Regions from separate parts of the Mus musculus genome. Here region 1 is linked to region 2. A link is a contact called in public Hi-C data. All regions are on one chromosome and are shown on one strand. Each heading gives the region's core, a stretch centred on a gene start, on an enhancer-like site or on the middle of the called end of the contact. The rest is flanking DNA. Distances are from core to core; before and after follow the strand shown.

Evidence for each region. Hi-C and Micro-C count contacts between places; a contact is called where the count stands out from the background.
Region 1: a contact with region 2 is called in a Hi-C map of liver, with 2.1 times the contacts expected there. The contact joins two enhancer-like sites. A contact is called at or near these places in 3 of 484 Hi-C or Micro-C datasets (the N1E-115 cell line, cerebral cortex and liver) and 2 of 115 datasets of contacts at active chromatin or transcription factors (double positive thymocytes and intestinal villus epithelium).

Annotation. Positions count from the first base shown.
Region 1 is chr12:100,420,638-100,424,115 of GRCm38.p6, reverse strand. The region is part of intron 5 of Ttc7b (tetratricopeptide repeat domain 7B); the gene reads left to right. Among named protein-coding and RNA genes, the nearest start is that of Gm36375, 73 kb to the left of the region's middle. Within about 2 kb of position 1,510, at least 44 of the 459 cell types and tissues checked have an H3K27ac peak or open chromatin away from gene starts, as enhancers often do. A contact at or near this core is called in cerebral cortex, intestinal villus epithelium and liver, where this site is marked.
Region 2 is chr12:100,280,626-100,284,046 of GRCm38.p6, reverse strand. All of the region lies in intron 1 of Gm10432 (predicted gene 10432), which reads right to left. Among named protein-coding and RNA genes, the nearest start is that of Gm10432, 5.7 kb to the right of the region's middle. Within about 2 kb of position 1,511, at least 187 of the 459 cell types and tissues checked have an H3K27ac peak or open chromatin away from gene starts, as enhancers often do. A contact at or near this core is called in cerebral cortex, intestinal villus epithelium and liver, where this site is marked.

The sequences.
Region 1 (3,478 bases), core at 261-2,760, 140 kb before region 2:
ATTCTGCAAAAATAATCCTCCCATAGCATAGGAGATCATTTTTAGTTTTTGTTTGTTTTTTAATATTTAATTTATTTATTTAATCTAAGTACACTGTAGCTGTCTTCAAACACTCCAGAAGAGAGCATCAGATTTCGTTACGGATGGTTGTGAGCCACCATGTGGTTGCTGGGATTTGAACTCAGGACCTTGGAAGAGCAGTCAGCGCTCTTAACTGCTGAGCCATCTCACCAGCCCCGGAGATCATTTTTAAAGGAATTGACAAGTAGGGATGCATAAATTTAAAGGCTTCTTTATAGCAAAGGAAGCAATCACCAGAGTTAAGACAGACTACAGATTGGGGGTCTATCTATGCCAAATAAACATTAGGCAGTGGACTAGTAGGACTAATAGCTAGAATACATAAAGAACTGTAAAAACAGAATGACCCCCACCCTCCCAATCATCCTGTCAGCTAATGGGCTACTGAACGGAGGAGACGGGCTTAAAACACTGATGGCCAATCAACATTGGAGAAAGACTTTGATATCTTTAGCTATCAAAGAAATGCAAATTAAAACTACTTTAGATTACATCTCACCTTACTCAGAAAGGCTGTCATCAAGATAACAGAGGACAACAAATGCTGATGAGTGAGGTTTATTGACTGTTGATAGAAATCCGTGTAGAAGTCCCTCAGCAACCTAAAGACAGCCACCATATGACCCAGCTATACCATTCCTGAATATGTACCCGAAGAACTCTTAATGAACCAGAGATATTTCCATGTCCATGTTTATTGCTGCTGTATGCACAGTAGCCAAGATATGTAACCAGTCTAGATCTCCTTCAGCAGAATATAAAGTGAAAATGTATAGATATACACATGAATACATACATACAGCAGAATTGCATTCAGCTATGAAGAATAATAAGGTGACATTTGAGGGAGAAAATGTGTGTGTGTGTGTGTGTGTGTGTGAGAGAGAGAGAGAGAGAGAGAGAGAGAGAGAGAGAGAGAGAGAACATGAGACAGATGAAAGAAAAGGCTTTGATTCTGAGATGGGAAAGAAGAGAAGCACCATTTGGAGAGGGAAGGTATCAGCCAGAGGAGGATGGAGAGAATGTGAGGGTGGAAGAGGGGCAATGAGAATAAGGGATAATGACATGTATTTATGAAAAAACGAACCCATTATTTATATGTTAACTCAAAGTTTGATTTAAACAATTGAAAATAAAAAAAGAGGAAGGGCCAACTGCTGGAGAGCTGGAACCTTCAAGGTTGTACAGACAACTGTGGGGTAGCACAGGCTCGCAGGAAGTCAAGCCTGGGGGTCACAGAGAGCCCTGGAATGATGAGAGTCTAGAGAACAACAAACACGCATAGAAAGGGGAAGGGAGAAGGCACAGGAGTGGGTGAAAGGTAGAGGAGACTCCTCCCACTATGAAAAGGGGTGAGTTTGACCATGCATAGGCCAAGGGACACTGCAGCTCTGCCTGTGGGGCTGGGCACAGCAATGGCACAGGGATCAAAGGTGGCCTGGCCTGCCAGGCTGAGCACACAGCTGGTCCTAAAGATTGCAGGCGCTTTCCTCCCTGGTCTTAGCTGAGTTGTTGGAGCTGCTCCAACCTGGGGGAAACACACCCAGCACAGAAAGCAAAGTGCAGGAGACGACCCAGGCTCTGACACCTTGCCAGAGTGTGCTGCTTGATCCTGGCAAAAACCTTACCGTAGTGAGTTCTGACATCATCGTACCATCTCAGTCAAGGGCGGTGAAATGGAATAAATGACCTCCTGTCAGGAGTCTGTGGAAACCCTCAGAACCAGGTGTTCTGATGTTCAACTTTGAGTGGAAACTTTAAGCAACAGTTTGTTCTAGCTATTTAATGGGCCTCAGCATTTTAGGGACAAACTAATAGTTTAGAAATATGAAAGCAATCATGTGGGTTTTTTTTTTTTTCATTTTCCTCCTTTTTCTTCCTTGCTATCATGATTAAACATGTAGCTTTTTTTTTTTCTGTTCAGTGGCGAATAGGAAGTGATTGAGTAATATCTGACTTTAAAATGTTTGTTTGTTATAGACTGTTTGGTGAGAATTGAAGAACTTGGTATTTAGGGTGCTTGTGACTATTTCTAATATTTAAAACGTGGCACCCCTTCCCTGCTGTTCTGGGATGCCACCCTCATTTGACCAGCCTCAGGCCTGCGCTACTCTGCCACTGCTCTGGACTCTTTGTTTAGGAGCAGAATTCTTCTGGGCTGAGCAGAGTCTGATTCTGAATCCTGAACACAGTCTGGGATCCAGCTGGGGACAGCTCGCACTCACGCCAGAGTCTTCCTCTGCCAGGACCTCTTGCAGATTTCCCCTCAGCAGGCTCAGCCTCCTTCTACCTAAAGATTTGTACATTCCTCCAGCAGAGGGCCTCCGTCTTGCGTGGGAGAAACCACAGCCAGCCAGAAAAGGGAATTGGGTTTCTCTCCTCATTATGTATCAGGTAGCAGAGGGCAGAACATCAGGCACAGGGCTTCTTCACCTGGCTTTAATGGATTTGCTTTCCGGTTTGAACCAGTACCTAAGAAGCATCTATCTCATTAGCTGTCCTCACCAGAGCATAGAATTTATGCTATTTGTGTGTGTGAAGTAATTTGAATATCAGTGCACAAAATACACATGTGAGCTCTTGGATTCGTATTTGTTCCTTCCTCTCAAGCCATCTCTGCTTTATAGAGCTCATCTTTCTTTTGTCCAAGGTGGTGACAGCATGGTGGGAAGCTCCCAGTTTGCTCTCTTGCCACACTTAGAGCCTGAGCAAACCCTTTCACTTCTTGACTCTGTTGGATCATTTCTGGCTAGAAAATTCTGTGCTTCCATAACTCTATAAATAGTTCGTTCTGCAAAGAGGACATAGGAGACGCCCCAAATGACCAGGTCCTATTTGTAGCCTTCCCACAGTTACAATATTTAGCTTTGAAGTACTGTTCAAGGTCTAATTTCCACCATGGCAAAACAGTTCTTTCTGTGGTCTACCAGAGTCTGTAGTGACATCATCTCAGGCATGTCCTTGTTTCATGAGTTCAGAGGGCTGCCCTTTATGTACACGGTAGGCATTTAATTGGTGATATGGAAATAGAATTAGCTGTCGTAGCCGTTCCCATCCCTTTTTAGCTGTGACTGTTTCCTCCCCTCAGATTACTCCAGAGCACTGAGCTTCAGCCCAGAGCAATGTACGTTGTTAGCCATGAACTCGAATCCCATACAAATGAGTGGAGGGACAGGCAGGTTAGGCTGCATGTCCCAGGCCTACTCCCTAATTTTTGTTCATGTCTCCAATGAACTTCCTTAGTGCTACTTAGAGTCCTGAGCACAGGCTTCTCTTTTTATGCTAGCACAAAGCTTCTGACCTGATAACATCTCATCTGTGTGGGTGAGAGGGCTGGGGGGATATTTACATACTGAGCCAATTAGTCAGTGTCTTAAAGTTCTGGGCTTGTTGTTGT
Region 2 (3,421 bases), core at 262-2,761:
TAACCATAAACCAAACAGCTATCTGCATGAAGCCTTTCAGTCCACCTGATGCATCTTCAAGCACTCAGGCATAATAAGTTAATAACACAATGACTGATCCTCTCCCATTTTACAGATCAACATAATAAGGTCTCCAACTTATGTTAGCTGTCAGAAGGCACTATAGGGGTCCAGCATTCTGTAGATCTTATTTGTCCTGTCTGCTGTCCTGGGGAGGGAGTCTGGGACTTCACACATGCTAAGCAAGGGCTCCACAGCTGAGCTCTCCCCAGCCCGTTACAGGTTAACTCCATTTCCCAGGGTCTCACCCAGGTTCCTTTTTGTAGAAATTACTTTCTCAGGTCTTTTTCTGTTTTGTTTTGCTTTCTGTTTGTTTTTGTTTTTCAAGACAGGGTTTCTCTGTGTAGCTCTGGCTGTCCTTAGACTCACTATGTAGACCAGGCTGGCCTGGAACCTGCAACTTCTCCTGCCTCTTCCTCCCAGTGGCTCTGCTGGGACTAAAGGTGTGGCCACCCAGCTTCTTTTTTTTTTCTTTTTTTTTTTTTTTTAACTATTATGTGTGGAGGCGTGTGGGTGTGGCCATGCAGATGAAAGTGATTACAGAGGTCAGAGGTCAACTTCAGAAACAGTCCCTTTATTTTCAGGGACAAGATCTCTCACTGGAGCCCCAAACTGACTGGTTCATTGTGGCTGACTGACTGAAGAGCCACAAGGATCCTCTTGTCTTTGCCTCCCCAGAGCTGGGATTTCAAGAGTACACTACCACACTGAGTCCTGTATGGGCACTGAGGATCAAACTCATGTCCTCATGGTTGTAGGCTAGGCTAGCCCCTTAACCTCCTGAGCCATCTCCTGGGTCTTGGCTTTTTTTCTTTTTTTTAACGTCTGCATTCACCCTTGTAGCAATCCATAACAGCCTATCACATGCTAGCCCCTCGTTCCTATGGTGGGCACCTCCACTTGGTGTGTGGGTGCCACAGGGAGGTGGGCCACTGGAGACACCCCCACATTCTCAAATGGGCTGAGGGAGTGCCACGGGGGGGGGGGGGTGCTCCTAACTCCCTCTTGACTCTTGCCTCCTGTCTGTTCCGGTCTGGGTCAGGGCTTAGAATTTACCAGGCAAAATGCTCACTCACACAGCTCTTCTCTCATGAGGTTCACATGGCGAGGAACTCCTGACTGCAGACAGCAACACGCTGCTGAATGCAGGTCTCTTGGACAATACTGCCTCATTGGTCTGAGATTCACATGCTCCATCTCACACTGACAAGCCCCTGCCAGGCTTCTCTCTGAGCCTCAGTTTGCTGATCTGAAGGAAGGGGGATTCCCTTCCTGCACAGGGCAGAGTGTCTAAAGACCTGATTCCTCACCCCAAATCCAGAGTGGGTTCTGACTCTCCCCATTCCCACCTGCCAGGCTAAGTCCCCTGCCTCTCAGAGAGCTCCCAGCTGGCCTGGGCTGGAGAGGGAGCCCAGGGAACAGAGGCACAAGGGCCCCTTTGTGCCTGTTGCTAGGGCCTGGCTGTATTTGCTCAGCCTGGGTAAACAGGAGGTGCCTGGAGGCCTGCTCTGTTATGACAACTTAAAGAGCCTTCTCTTCCTTCCTGAGCTGCTGAGCCCAGGCCCTGCTAGGTGATTCCCCCACGTGATGGCTTCCCCCGGGGCCCAGAGGCTTCCCCTAGGGCCCTGCAGGGGATGGACCAGGAGTAGACCTGAAAGGTCTCTCTGTTTAACCTGAGGTTTATGTTGTAAAACTGAGACTACAGGGGGATCCTGACTCCTCAAAGGCAGACTAGGATAAGCCTGGCAGCCCAAGTCTGGCCTCTGCCCAGAGTGATTTGGAGGCGGAGGCCCGTCATGTCCCTCATTTGCTAACTATTTGGCTAAGTCCCCTACTGCCCCCCGCCCCCCCAAGTTAAGGACTGAGTGGTTTGCCCAACCTACCTCCTCCCAACAGGTCCTAGTGCCAGCGTCTGGAGCTGGAGAACCAGCCTAGCAATGCTAGTTTCCAAGTTCTCAGAACCTTCCTTAACAAAGGCCAACAAGATGGGGCTAGGTTAGCCTGCTGGCATCTCTTAAGGCTTGCAATGAACACATTGCTTCTCTGAAGCCCTGGGAGCAATAGTTTGGTGGTAGCCACAAGCCAGCTGAAGGATTTAGAGAACTGATGAGGGGACCATCCGTGTCAGCCGCAGACTGCTCAGCATTGCTGGACAGAGGCTGTAACTTTCTTTGGAAAGCCTGACAGAGGCTACCTTGAGGTACTTGGCACACCAGAGGCCTCTGGTAATTGGCCCAGCCCAGAGTAGCAAGCAGCCAGCATTCCTGTGTGAACTTTGACCACTCCTGGGCTCCCTTCCTCCACAGAGAGGGCAGACCATGCCCTAGGCCCTGCCTGTCCCACCTTGGTGACCAAGGAGCAATGAGTGGAGGCTCCTCTGACTCAGAAATGGGTTGTTGAGTGTGTCCAAGACCCAGGCAGGTGCCTCTCCTGGTTAGAGCCCCACCCTGCCCTTCTGCCGAGAAGCCTGGACTCCACAAACAAATGTTCTGTGTACCTTGGCCCGGTCACACCACGGCAGGGAATCCTTTGGAGACCTAGCCACAGTGTGAATTTCCTCAAAGGTGGGGGCAGGCCATCCTGGGGAGGCCTCCTGACCCTAGGGTCACCCTGCCTTGGAAAATAGCCCACAGCTCAGGGCCAAACCCTAGGTTTCTGGGATCCTGGCCCACTGCTGTCTAAGGCAGCCAGCTGTGGCTCTCTTCCTGACAGGAAGTTCAGGGGCACATAGGTCCTCCTTTACCTGGGGAAAACATATCATAAGGCTGTCACTCTGGTAGAGCCAATCCTGGTAGCTGCAGGCTCCTGTCTGGCCCTGTTCCAATCCTGCCAGACTTCAGCATGTTGCTCCAGACATGATAGGCAGCAGGCAGGGAGAAGACCTGGATGCCAGGTCTCTCAGCCAAGGGTCCCCTTGCCACTGTCCCCATTATTGTCCCATTTACCACTGAAGCTGAAGCATGTGTGTCTGCTCTATAGTATGTGGAGGAGTTGTTGGGATAACATGTCGGGGTGGACCCAAGGATGCATTCTGTAATTCATTTATAGCAGCTGCCTCTGGGAAGACAGGTGTCTTCCCACCTTGCTGTCTGCTAGCCATGTGACATTGGGTATACAAGCTCTCTGAGCTTCCAGGTTGATAAATAGAACATCTTATGAATTGTTGAAAGTGTATTCATGTTGGTGGTGATGGTCAATGCCCTTAATCCTAGCCCTGGGGAGGCAGAGGCAGGCAGATCTCTGAACTCAAGTCCAGCCTGGTCTACAGAGTGAGTTCCAGGACAGCAGGGCTACACAGAGATACCCTGTCTTGAAAAACCAATATATCTATCTAATATAAATATGTGTGTGTTGTGTGTGT